Regions from separate parts of the Sus scrofa genome. Here region 1 is linked to region 2. The links are chromatin contacts, called in public HiChIP or PLAC-seq maps. All regions are on one chromosome and are shown on one strand. The core of a region is the stretch at or near the end of the contact, and the rest is flanking DNA. Distances in the headings are between cores, read along the strand shown.

Region 1 (6,410 bases), core at 1,951-4,450, 65 kb before region 2:
GTAGCTCTATCTTGGGATCTGAACTGTGGAACACAAAAAAGAAATCTTCCAGTTCATAGAATAAGCTGATGCAGAGAATAAAGGAGGGACAAAGCTCACCAGGATGAACCCCATGCAGGCTGAAATGTTGAGGGCATAGGGCTATAAACAAGCCAAGGATGCCAGACAGTCAAGAATGTAGTAGACGAGGAGTTCCCTGGTGGTGGAGTGGGTTAAGGATACGATGTTGTCACTGGTGTGGCACAGGTTCGATCCCTGGCCCGGGAACTTCTGCTTGCCAGGGGTATGTATGGAAAAAAAAGAACGCAGCAGATGAGTCAAAGCAGCAGAAATGGGGCCCCATGGGAAAGATTAAGTAGCCTGTTCCTGAGTTCTGGGTTGGATCCTGAGCGCTCTTCTTATGAGGTAACTTAACTGTCAAAGATTTTTGAGCAGGGGGCAACATGATCAGACCTGGGGTATGAGTGTAAGCTCTGGTTCCAGAATGTCTGGCTTTGCAATCATTAGCAATGTGATTTCTGGTAAGTGACTTAACCTCTCTGTGCCTCTGTTCCCTCACTTGTAAAATGGGATAGCACTGTCCTCATAACGCTTTAATGAGGATGAAATAATACCGGTAATGCATTTTGGATACTAATCTTTTTTTTTTTTTTCCTGCTTTTTAGGGCTTCACCTGTGGCATATGGAGGTTCCCAGGCTAGGGGTGGAATCAGAGCTGTAGCCGCTGGCGGTGCCATACCTGAGCTGCCTCTGTGACCTACACCACAGCTTGCGGCAACGCAGGATCCTTAACCCACTGAGCAGGGCCAAGGATCGAACCTGTGTCCTCATGGATATTGGTTGGATTCGTTTCCGCTGAGCCATGATGGGAACTCTGGTAATGCGTTTTGAATGGCATGGCTTCCTTTGATCTTATTTCCATCAAGTAAACACTGCAAATGTCGCTTCTTTCGCAAAACTTTCCTTCATGCCTTTATTCCTTAGCTTCCAGGAGGGACACCACCTTCTCGTAGTCTTCTTCCCGCCTCCCAGGTCCCTCTTTCTCAGGCTCCTTGCTGGTTCCTCTTTCTCTTCTTGACCACTTCTCTCTCCACTAGCCTCCTAAGTGAGCTCATCTAGGTGTCTGATGCTTTTAAGCACCTCAAACTATCATCAGCTAACAGTTCTCAAAAACGTATCACCAACTTCGAACTTTCCTATCTGATTATTTGACATCTCTATTTAAACCTCCAAAAGGCATCTCAAACATCACTAGCCCCAAACTGACTCTTAACAGCACCCCCCAACCCCCCCCAAACCCCTGTTCCTCCCACAGCCTTCCACAGATGAATAAATGGCAAATCCTTCTGGTGTTAATCAAGCTAAAAATCTTAGCATCATCCTGACTCCTTTCCTCTTCTCATGCCCACGAAGCATTTGCATCTCCCTTGCATTTACCTCCTCAGGCCTTTGTTATGAAGATTAAATGAGTTATTATTTGCAAAGTGCTTAACAGCATCACATAGGAAGTTCCACAGAAGTGTTTTTAAATAAATAAAAAATGCCTTCGATACAGAAATGGCTTTCTAATAGCCCTAGTCCCCCTACAGTCCATTCAGAACACAGCAGCCTCCGGATCCTTGCAAAGGCCAGGCCAGATCTGGTCCCTGCGCTGCACCTCTCTGACCTCAGCTGCCTTGGCTCTGGGCTAGCCACCTCAGCCTCCTTGGGCCATGAACACCCCAGGGCCTGTCCCCATGAGCTCTTTTCCCTTGCTGTTCCTTGTGCCTCCCTCTGATCAAGTGTTACTTTCTAAATCAGGCCTCCTCTGGCCCCACTTTGTTCATCTGCCTGCCTCCCTCTGATTTTCCTCCACATCTCTAATCACCACCTGACACTGTATCTATTTAGTAGCTGATTGTCTCCCCTTCCCCTGGTCCAAGCTCTGCAACAACATGGACTGTCCTGTTCATTGCTCTAAACTTAGAGCCCAGAGCAGTGCTCCTTACAGGGTAGATGCTCAATAAATACTTACACCAAGTGAAAATTCCAAAGTGCCACGCCCTTTCTCTGAATTCCTGTAATACAGGTCTGTATCACTCTTGTGGGACTTAGCTGAACTACTTTTATGCCAGTGGCAGCTGTTCCTCCACTATGAGTTACCTGAGGATGGGGGTCTGGGTCACAGCCTGGTTTGTGGTCCTCATTTCTGTCCTTCGTGCAACACTTTACACTTAGTCCTCTCATAGGGGCCTGATTTAAATCTCACAAAAGAGAGAGCAAGCTAGGGAAGGCAGTTATTATTAGCAGGGCTAGCGTCCCAGGTCTCCTGCCTTCTAGACCAGGCCTAATAAATATTTGTTGAATGAAGAAGGAGAGAGAGAGAAAAAAAAGAATTTCTGAGTCACCGTGGAATGAGGTAGCCCTACTGGGCAAATGGGTGGGTTCTCTGCAGCACATCTAAAAATACCCTCAACATGTAACATTTATTGGGCCGGGTTTTCTAATTTCTACTGTGTCGTCCTAATATCATTCCTGCAGCAGGTAGTTGTGAGAGCATCTTTACATGTCACCTGGTATACCGGCCTGTATACGTACGGCCGGTGCTCAGTGACTGGTGTGACCTGAGGCTGATTTTTTAGAGATCCGGCTCAAGTGCAGTGACTTGCTCCAGGTCCCACACGGAACAAGCGGCAGTGCTGGGATTCCATCTGAGGTTCGCTCACTACGCTCTCTCAGGGAAGGGCTGGCTCCGCGGGCCGCACCAGTTCCGGGTCCGCCGCAGGAGCAAGCGCGTGCACTGGGTGGGGCGGGGAGGGACTGACCCCTCCCAGCCCCAGTGCCTTCCGCATCCTCGCCCGGAGGCCTGCGGGCACCGTCCCTCTGCCACCACCCGCAGCTGCACCCACAGGACCCGGGTTGGATCTGGCTACACGCAGAAGGCCGCTCGGGGCCGGAGCTGCAGTGAGTACCCTCCCCAGGACCCCCGGACCCGCCCACCCGTCCCGCCGACCGCTGCGCCCCGCCCCGCTCGCAAGCCCCGCCCCTCACTTCCCCGTTCTCTGCTCCTCCCCCTCGCCGAGCTCCATACTTGGCGATCGCCGCGGCCCTGCGCGCTCATTGGCCGAGAGCCGGCTGCGTGGGGGGCGGGCCCAGGCTGGGCCGGGGCGGGGAAGGAAGGTGGCGGCGGCCCGGCGCGGGGGGAGGGGGGCGCTGACCCGGATGTTCACTCCTGGGCACCCGGGGAAGTGGAAGCGCCGGGCCCTGCTGCGGGGGGGAGAGCCACAGACGCCGGGACGGGACCGCCGCCGCCGCCGCCACCATGGTAAAGGCCCGACGCTCCCCTTCCCCCAGGCCTGGGAGCCCCACTGGAGCTCGCGTCCCCCTCCTCCCGCCCACCCCCGGCCCGGGAAGGGTGGGTTCACCGGGTGGGGGAGGGGCGAGGTCCCGGAGCCCAGGTAGACACCATCCTCATCCGCTCCAGAAGGGGCCACCGGCCTGGGCGGCTTAGGTGTGCAGCGACTCTGCCTCTTGCTCCTAGCCCCCGCTGTTGGCTCAAGCTAGCGTCTCATACTCCACCGCTGGGTGTAGGCTAATCTCCCCCATGGCCCAGGGTAGACCCTCCTGGACCCGTGGTCCAGGCCAGGCACCCCCTACAAGGACCCAGGCGTGGTCCTTCTTTCTCCTCTTGGCCCAGGCCAGGTCCCCATCCCCCGTCCCTACGGCCCAAGCTAGGCCGTCTTTATTTCCTCCCATAGCCCTGGCTAGGCCTCTGTCCCCTACCTCCCCTCTTCTCGGTGACCTCAGTCCAGACCCCCGTTAACCCGTCCTCCAGTGGCCTCAGCCCACATTGGTTCCTCTCTCCTGCATGACTTCAGCCTAAATCTTCTCTTCCCGCCGTGGTTTAAGTCTGGACCCCTCTTTTCCACCCCTGGCCCCGGCCTGGACGTCACACCGTCCCCCGTCCCCCGCCCCGATTCTCTTCTCCGGACTTCTCACCACTCTTGGCGTAGCTTGCGTCAGCCCCGCTCTCTCCTGGGCTTTACCCTCCCTCCTGGGCCCTGCTCCCTACCCAGGTGGTCCCCTCGCCTCTACCTGGGGCGAACCTTCTTTGCTACCACTGGGAAGCGAGAGCGGCTCTCCAGCTCGGGTGGGGATGGGGGTCCCGGGGCTGTGCCGTATCAGGTTGGAGGGGTGCCCCTTTTCTGGGAGGCCTCCTGGGAGCGAGCGAGGGCAGGGCGGGCATCCGTGTGCCCGGAAGGCAGCGGGGCGCTCTTCGGGCCCTTCCCCTGGCCGCCGCCTCGGTGCCGCGGGGTGCGGTACTGGCGGAGCGTCCGGCCGGACGACCAGGGTCCAGGGCGATGGGGCGTGAGCGGGTGCGAAGGGATGTGGGTGGGGGAGCCGGCGGCACAGGGATGAACGCACAATCGCCCTTGTGAGGCTGCCGCCCTTGGGGGCCCCCGGGCTCTGAGGCCACCAGACGGCCCGGACACGATGCACCCTAGCAGGCGCAGCCTCCCTTTCCCCCTCAACTGTCAGCTCGTGAGGGTTGGAACTGCTGATTATGGAGGTGCCACGGATCAGGTGAGCCAGACTCCGAGGGAGAGAGTTCGCTCGGCCTGTGCTGTTTGTTTTGGTAATGAGGGCAGGTGCTCTGGGGGCGCTCCGACTGGCCAGAGGTTTCACCTAGACCCTGACACGTGAGCCCTCTACCCTCCCTTCGCTTTGGAACCTTCTGCAGGGCAGGCCCAGCGCCCAGGTTGGAAGGGCCAGAGGGCTTCTCCCTCACGTGGCCAAGGAGCCTTTGGAGAGTGGACTGAGACTCAGGCCAGCCACCTGCTCCTGCCGGGTGCAGGCAGATGTTTACATGTGGACTTTGGGCCCCAAAGGGTTTTGAGGCTCTCAGTTCCTTGTTTAAGGAAGGGCTGTTGCTGCTGAACTAGGGTGACTAATTCAGAGTGCCTGAGTTTTTTCTTAATGCTTTCCTGTACGTTGATTTAAAACGTGCCCGCTGTAATTGGGCTTCTCTGATAGCATCAGCAGAGAATTGGCCACATGAGAAGTGGCCCAGCCCCAGGCCTGGATGGGGAAGGACTTCTCCAGGACAGTTTTGGGTGAGGACTTGAAAAGCAGAGTATAGATTTGCTGTCGGGGCAAAAGCAGGAGAGGATGGTTGGGTGGCCAGGTGGGGCTGCTGGAGGCGGCATTTCTGGCATCATAGGAGGGCTGGTGGTGGGGGAGGAGCCTCTTGCCACGTCTCTGAGTGCTTGAGTCTCCAAATGGGATGAGAAAATGCCTGTTTATGCCCAGGAGGGATATGATACATGAGGCTTCTCAAGAGTCCTGTATTTTGGTCTGATTTGGACAGTCTGAAAGTACTATGGAAAGGGTGGAGGAAAAAGGCAAACATTTCTTGATGTGTTGTTTTTTTTTTTTTTTTTTTTTTTTTTTTTTTCTGGCTTGAGTTTGTGTCTATGGAGTGTAGCTGCAGCTAGCCAGAGCCACAGCACTCGGTCGGCCGTCTGCCCTACCACAGCTCCGGCACGCCGATGTTAACTGACAGGCAGGATCGAACCGCACGCATGTTCTATCGGATCGTTAACACTGCGCCACGAGGCCTATGCCCACTAAAACTTGAGATAGTTGCTGTCCCCATTTTACAGGTGAAGAAGCTGAGGCTCCGGGTATGGGGTACCATACTCAAGATGTGCTCCATTGATGGAAGCACATCTGGCGGGCTCTAAGCTGTGTCCCTTCCATTGTCCCAGGCTGCTTTTGTGTTGAGGATGTGAAGGACACTGTAGAAAACATGATGATAGGTGCTCAGAGATGGCAAGAGAGCAGCACTTACTGACTTTTGGTTGTATACTGGGTCCTTTACATAGAGATGTCATTTCATAGGGAAACAGTAGGATGGTGATGCAGGCTTATTTAACGTGAGCTCTTTGAGGACAGGGATTTTTGCCTTGTCTTTTCCATGTCTGTGTCCCTCGGGCCCAGAACACTACCTGGCACTGAGGGAAACAGCTTGGAGTGCTCCCTTTTGGGGTGTGTCTTGAACTTAGCCTCTTGGATTTCACACTCATTCTCTCAATAACTTGTTCTTAGTATCCCCTAGGCTTTTAAGTAGTTTCTAACAGCTTATTATTCCGTTTATCCCTTACTTGAATATTCTGGCTAATAAACCAAGGAAGACAGTTGGGGTAGGATAGAAGAGGTGGTGTGGGGTTGCATAATAGATCAATGAATTAAGACCACTGTGAGATGGCAAGAGAGCAGCACTTACTGACTTTTGGTTGTATACTATTTTCAGTAGGTTCGTTACAGAGAAACCAGCTAGATCTCAGTTATCTGTGGAGGAAAATAACGGTTTGAGAGTCTAAAATGCATTGGACTTTGGAGTAAATTCCATGATTTTTGTTGGCGTCAGT
Region 2 (5,697 bases), core at 554-3,053:
AAAGCTGTTATTTTAGAAGACACCCCACGTTATGGGTTCGTGGAGAAGCAGGGCATCCGGGCCTTTGCTTTTTGTAATCAGGGGTCCCTTAGCCGTTTTCAAAGCAGCTAGTGCGCTGGCCCCGAGCACATGCAGTCATATCCCCCCTGCACTCACCTGCCTTAGGTCATGCTGGGCGGGAGGTGGTGATTTTCAAGAAAAGCCTCCAGTTCTAAGACTGACGAGAATGTTAGGATTTGCCGTCCTTCCCTGTGAAGGGAGTGGCCTCGCATAGATGTGGGAGCCAGAGGCTTGGGGGAGTTTATCCATCCACCAGCGGTCCGATGACAGCGTAGAACTAAAGTGTGGTGTATGCTTGGCAGGTAGAGGCCGAGGCAGCCCAGTTTATCAAGCCACATTGGTTTTCTTTTTTCTTCCCACCATCAGAGCTCTTGCTGCCTTGCGACTATGACGCATGCTCTGATTGGCGGGGAATGATCTGCCTTTGCGGATGGCCAGGACATCATTTTATTACATATTAATCCCATTGTACTGGAGTGAAGCCAGCTGAAATCCGTTGTTAAGCTGTTTCAGAAATACCTGCAGGTCCATGTGGGCCAAGAATCATGTGATGTTAAGATGCTCCCTTGGCTTCTAAACATTGACCTTCTATGGCTTTACTCTACACACTGGCAGCAAGAGCTGAAACGTCTCAGCTGAGGTGTATTTTGAGCCCTGAGCTGAGGAAGGAGTTTGTTTCTGCAGATTGGCACCCAGCAGGCCATCCGTCCTTTGCCTTTTTAAGAACAAACCAAAAATAGCCCTAAATCCGTTTAACCAGGCCGAAAAAACTTCACTTGCAAACATCGATCACTTCATCTTTAAATTTCTTCTCCTTCCTTTGCTTAGAGTCACCCTGAGGTCAGACTCGGTGGGTGTCCCCAACTTTACTCAAGCGAGGGGGAGGCTTCAGAGCTGGGAGCACACCAGGCTGTGGCACCCGGCCTGTGAGTTAGCGGTGGAAGACCCATCCCGAGGCCCTCTGACCAGGGAGTTGAGAACCTGATCGGTTTTCATTTCAGCATATTTCTTTTTAGCAGCCAGCGTTGCCCTCCAGAAATAGAAAGGGCCAGCCTCAGCAGTACCTATACTTTGAACAGCTGGCAGAAATTGTCCACCTGTAGGTAGTGCGAGGTCTGCAGGGAGGTTGCCGCGGACCGATGAGAAGGCTGGAGAGCACAGGCTCCTTGGCTGGGGCCCTGAACCAGCGCGTGGAGACCTCCGGCTTGCGAGGCCAAGGCCTTGCTCTCCGTGACGTGGCTGGTGGAGCCAAGCTCACACGCCTTCGTGGTTGAGATAAAGGCTAATGTTTTGACAGTCATTTCTGCTAAGCATCGGGAGTTTTCAGTCTCCGATAGTTGCACCCCTGAAATCTGGCAGTGCTTTCCCTGGGGATAGCTGTGTGGAGTAAAGCATCACACTCACGCCTGTCCCCAGGGGATGAGGTGTGCTGGCCCTGGAACCCAGACGTCGCCACTGTCCTTGGGGACCTTATCGCCAGAAACGATCTGCTTCGTCTGTGTTCAGGAGGGACCATGCCTTGTTTTCCCTTTATCATCACCATTTAAAACCGTCTCGGACCAGCATGTTTTCCTCCTTTATTTCAGAGACAATTTTACAGTGTCTTCTTTCTAAAGAGACGTTAGCCTGAGGAGGTGAAAAGCTGGTGGATTCCGTCAGCATTTACTGAGCACCTCCAGCGCTCAGCCCGGGAGGAGGCAGCCTTGGCTCCTGCGGGAAGCAAATGCAGGGACCCTGCAGCTTGGTCCGTGTCCAGAGTGACCGGGCTGGATTCTCTCAGCCCTTTGGTCTAGACCATCATCAGCTCTGAGGACAACTGTCGAGACTGGCAAACCTGAGTTACTCTTCCTCTGAGTGTTTACCCTTGCTGTGTGCCAGACACCGTCCTGGGGGCCATGCCGGGGTGCACAGCGGAGGCCTCACTCCACAGAGCTGGGGCTCAGTGGGGAGCTCAGGCAAGGAAGACGAAGGCTCGGCCGTGCCAGCTCTGCACACTGTTGTTCTCTTCCAGATCACAGCAGGCCTGGTTATTTGTCTTTACTTTTGAGTCGAAGTGGCGGTTTAGCTGTCTCCTGCCTCCTTGCTGGCCGCCCTTCACCCGGCCTCTTAGTGTTTCTCAGATTCTTTTCCCAAAGTATTCCTGAGGAGAGCAAATACGTATCTTTGGAGTTTTGAGAGCAAAGCGAAAAGTGCCTGCCTCTAGTGGAAATTTTATGTTTTGTCTTTGCAGAATGTTGCCTTGCACTTCACAGCGTGCCCACATGCAAGATGTTTTAACATAAAAACCATGCTTTCTGCACCTTCAGCCTTAAGTCAAGCTGCTGCCCCGGGAAGGAGCCCCCCCCCCCCGCCCCGCTGGTGCTCTGGGTCCTTGTCTGGAGATGCTCAGCTGGGTTTGGGATGGGGCCTCCTCACAGCATCTAGTTTCCCTGCTGACAGCCCTCTGGAGCTGAGGGCAGGGGGCTCTGTTGCCCCGCCTGGCGCGGGGGTGCCTGTGCTGGACCCCATTGGTTCGCTGGGACCTGGGCCAGTTCCCTGTGGGTTTCTGTTAGAGGTGGGGACCCTCGGCCTCCACTCTTGGGTTGGTTTTGGGGCCCTAGGCCGAAGGGTGTCTTGAGCCGGCCTAGAGGAATGGATGGAATAATCGGTAATTATGCAGGGATCCCTGCACGGTCTGTCGTACTGATGTTTCTGAGCTTATCCCGAGCTTTCCTATAGGAGACGGTGCTGCAGTTCCCGTTTTACAAGGGGAAAAAGCATTTCAGCCAAGGGCCTCCGGCAGGATTTTAATGAACTCCATTCCTTGGAAAGTTGTGGTGAGCCTTTTCATGCAGGCGTTTTGCTCTTTGAATGGACTGCAGCTGCAGTGGCTAGAGCCAGGCGGAGTGAGACAGTGGACCCGGGACTCGAGGTGCTGGCGGCCCTCTGTTCCCCACCCAGGGCTCCTCTCCAGAGGGAGGTGGCCTTTTGCGACCCCAGCGTGTTGTTGAAGCGAGGACTCCGCCACCTAATGGTGATTTATGTCAAGGTGGCAGCTGGGCAGCTCTTCTAAATTAGAAATGACATGATTGCTTAGAAAGAGGAAATGGGGCTTCCAGGGGAGCCCCCACCCATGGCTGTGGCCAGAAATTATTTGAAATTCTGCTGCATTCTGTTACATGCGGAGCAGTAGCCCCTCATTGATCCAAATGAAGTGCCTCCTGAACGTGCCATCCGGACGATAAAAACTTGAAACCAAATGAATGGAGGAGAAAAGTACCCAGTCATTTGCTTTCTTTGGTGTGTGCGTGCTCCTTGGAGAGCAAGGGAGACTTTGCTCCAGGAAACTGTAATGATATGTCCGCTGCTCCTGACCATTCTCGAGCAGTCGCCATGGATTACCCACTTTGTCTGTGGGCTTGACATTCTCCAGAGCTAAGTAATTTGAAGTTAGTTGTCTCCCATCCCCTTTAGTGGCAGCGATTCAGTAGTAAGCTTCTGTTATTTTTCATAAAGTTCCAATAGAAATTATTTTTTGTTTGGTCTCAGATTTAGAATTTGACTCTCTTTTCATTCTTCATCAAACTTTTCTCAGTGAGTGACACAGGAAAATAAACAGCTTTAGTGGAGATCCATCAAACGTCAGGAGCAAATAGTATTATATATGAGCCTCATTATTCATACATTTCATCCATTACTTCTTTAATCTTCCCAGCCACTGTAAAAAGAGAGTGGGAGGATCCCCCTTCACAGAGGAAACTGAATAGCCCAGAGCCTGCAAGTCCCCTACCTGATACGTGACTGGGGGGAGAGTTGGACCCAGCTGTTGACTCCAGCACATTGTCCATCAAGTCACTGGTTTTACAAATGAAAACAGGACAGTGTGCCATTTTCTCCTGTGGTCTGCCAAGGCCATACCATCTTCCGAGTCGCAGCTATAAAGGAAATTTGTGATGAGGGCAGGGTAGTTACAATGGAACTTGTAAGTAATTTAGAAAAAAGACCTTTAAATTTTTTCTTTTCCTCTTCTGGTACGACACGCCTTCCAAGTTTTACGAGCAAAGAAACTGCTGCCTGATTCTGCCCGCCCTGGCTGTTGGGACCAGTGGGCTCAATCAGAGCAGCTGTACAGAGGTGGTGACTTCTTCAGCTGACTTCCCCCCACCCCCAGCACACACACACACACACACACACTCACACTCTCTCTTTCCTTAACAAAGCATCCCGCCCAGGCACAAGCAGTATGTCACTATGTCTTCTTTCATTTAATAAAGCAAATCTAAAACTTTTAGGAAAAGCAAGTTCTTGCCCTGCAGGAATAAAGGGATGGTCAGTACACTGACTGCTTTTGAATCGAATGTACCAAAATCCGCACACATGCACGCCAGCACAAACTGGTTAGAATGCAGACAGCACCAGGGGCTGGGAGGGTGCAATCCCAACTGTATTGGCAGAACGACTGCCCCCTGGGAATAGGCTTCCCACGAGGCGGGAGGGCCGTGCATGAAGACCCTGCGGAGCTCTGAAGCCAGGGCAGAGTGGACCCAGTCCGACAGCTCGGAACGAGGCCCCGTGCTGTGAGAGCTTAGCATGTGTTACCGGCGAGAGTCATAGTTCACTGTGAGAAGAGAATGGATTCTCAGTAAAATTGCTGAAGCAGCTAATAATTTTGAAGGAAAACAGACTAAATGTCTGTTGCACAGCACGTACTCGTCATACTCCTCGTGGACGAAGGAACTTATATTAAACCAACAGGAAAGACCCAGAGGGAAAACATCAAAAACCCAGAGGCGGGGGAGGCAAAGAAGCTAATGCCACTGTGATGGCTTTGATATATGCAAATTTAATTTAAAAAAAAAAAATTAAACAGCAGAGAACCAACCAAAAAATATGTTGCAGCTTCTGGCAAAGAACCTATCTTAAATCTTCAGCCAACACCTGAGATTGTGGCTGTCATCGTCCCCACTAGGCAGAGGAACAGGGCTTTCGGCAGCTCATCCAAGATCACCAGGAGGTAGTGGAGGAGCCGAGCCTTGAACCCAGGCAGTCTGACGCCAGGGGCTCCTCCAGTAAGAAAAGTAGGAAGACCGTGTGGAAACGGAGTGAGGTGCACAGAGGACGCGGTGCCCTCGGGCCCTGGCCCAGTACACAAACCTTTTGTCCTTGTTGGTCAGAGAAGTGCGGATGAAACAAGAGAGGATGGCTGGGGAGGTCTCCTTCACTCATGACCCGTGTTTCGGCTCATTCAGTGGGATTGGGTTTCCTCCTCAATGCAGCCTACACTTTCCTGACTTTCGTGAAATCGGTCAGCTCACCTTTTGCGTCTCTAGGGAAATAAAGATGGCAAGCAGTTGGGGGCACATAGAGCACCGTAATTATATCTTCTGGGAGCTTCCCCATCCTTTAAGACTGTCGTATTAAAGGCTCTGAGAAGTCCTGCAGTTAAAAAAAGAAAAAAGAACCCGTTTTCCTCTAGCCCAGCATTTCTCCAAGTCACTTTTTTGCAATCCACTTTGGAAAATCTTGGTTTCCTGGAAAGGTTCATAGCCTACACATCAGATTCTTTTGGGCAATGGCTCTAAGTGTGATGTTTAAATTTTTATAACTGTTTGGTAAAATAGCATAGAAAGAAACATAGCTTTTCTTGGTTTTGTTTTT

The links. HiChIP or PLAC-seq counts read pairs in DNA pulled down with a chosen protein or histone mark.
Region 1: an H3K27ac HiChIP or PLAC-seq map of skeletal muscle shows a contact between it and region 2. The contact joins the promoter of CAPZB here to the enhancer-like site in region 2. A contact is called at or near these places in 1 of 5 promoter capture datasets (liver), 8 of 47 Hi-C or Micro-C datasets (blood, embryonic fibroblasts, liver and 4 more) and 2 of 2 datasets of contacts at active chromatin or transcription factors (alveolar macrophages and skeletal muscle).

The regions. Positions count from the first base shown.
Region 1 is chr6:77,909,407-77,915,816 of Sscrofa11.1, reverse strand. CAPZB (capping actin protein of muscle Z-line beta subunit) reads left to right here and starts at 3,200. Exons shown (of 9, transcript NM_001113444.1): 1 at 3,200-3,304. The coding sequence starts at 3,302.
Region 2 is chr6:77,843,622-77,849,318 of Sscrofa11.1, reverse strand. All of the region lies in intron 2 of CAPZB (capping actin protein of muscle Z-line beta subunit), which reads left to right. Among named protein-coding and RNA genes, the nearest start is that of CAPZB, 66 kb to the left of the region's middle. Within about 2 kb of position 1,803, at least 7 of the 83 cell types and tissues checked have an H3K27ac peak or open chromatin away from gene starts, as enhancers often do. A contact at or near this core is called in skeletal muscle, where this site is marked.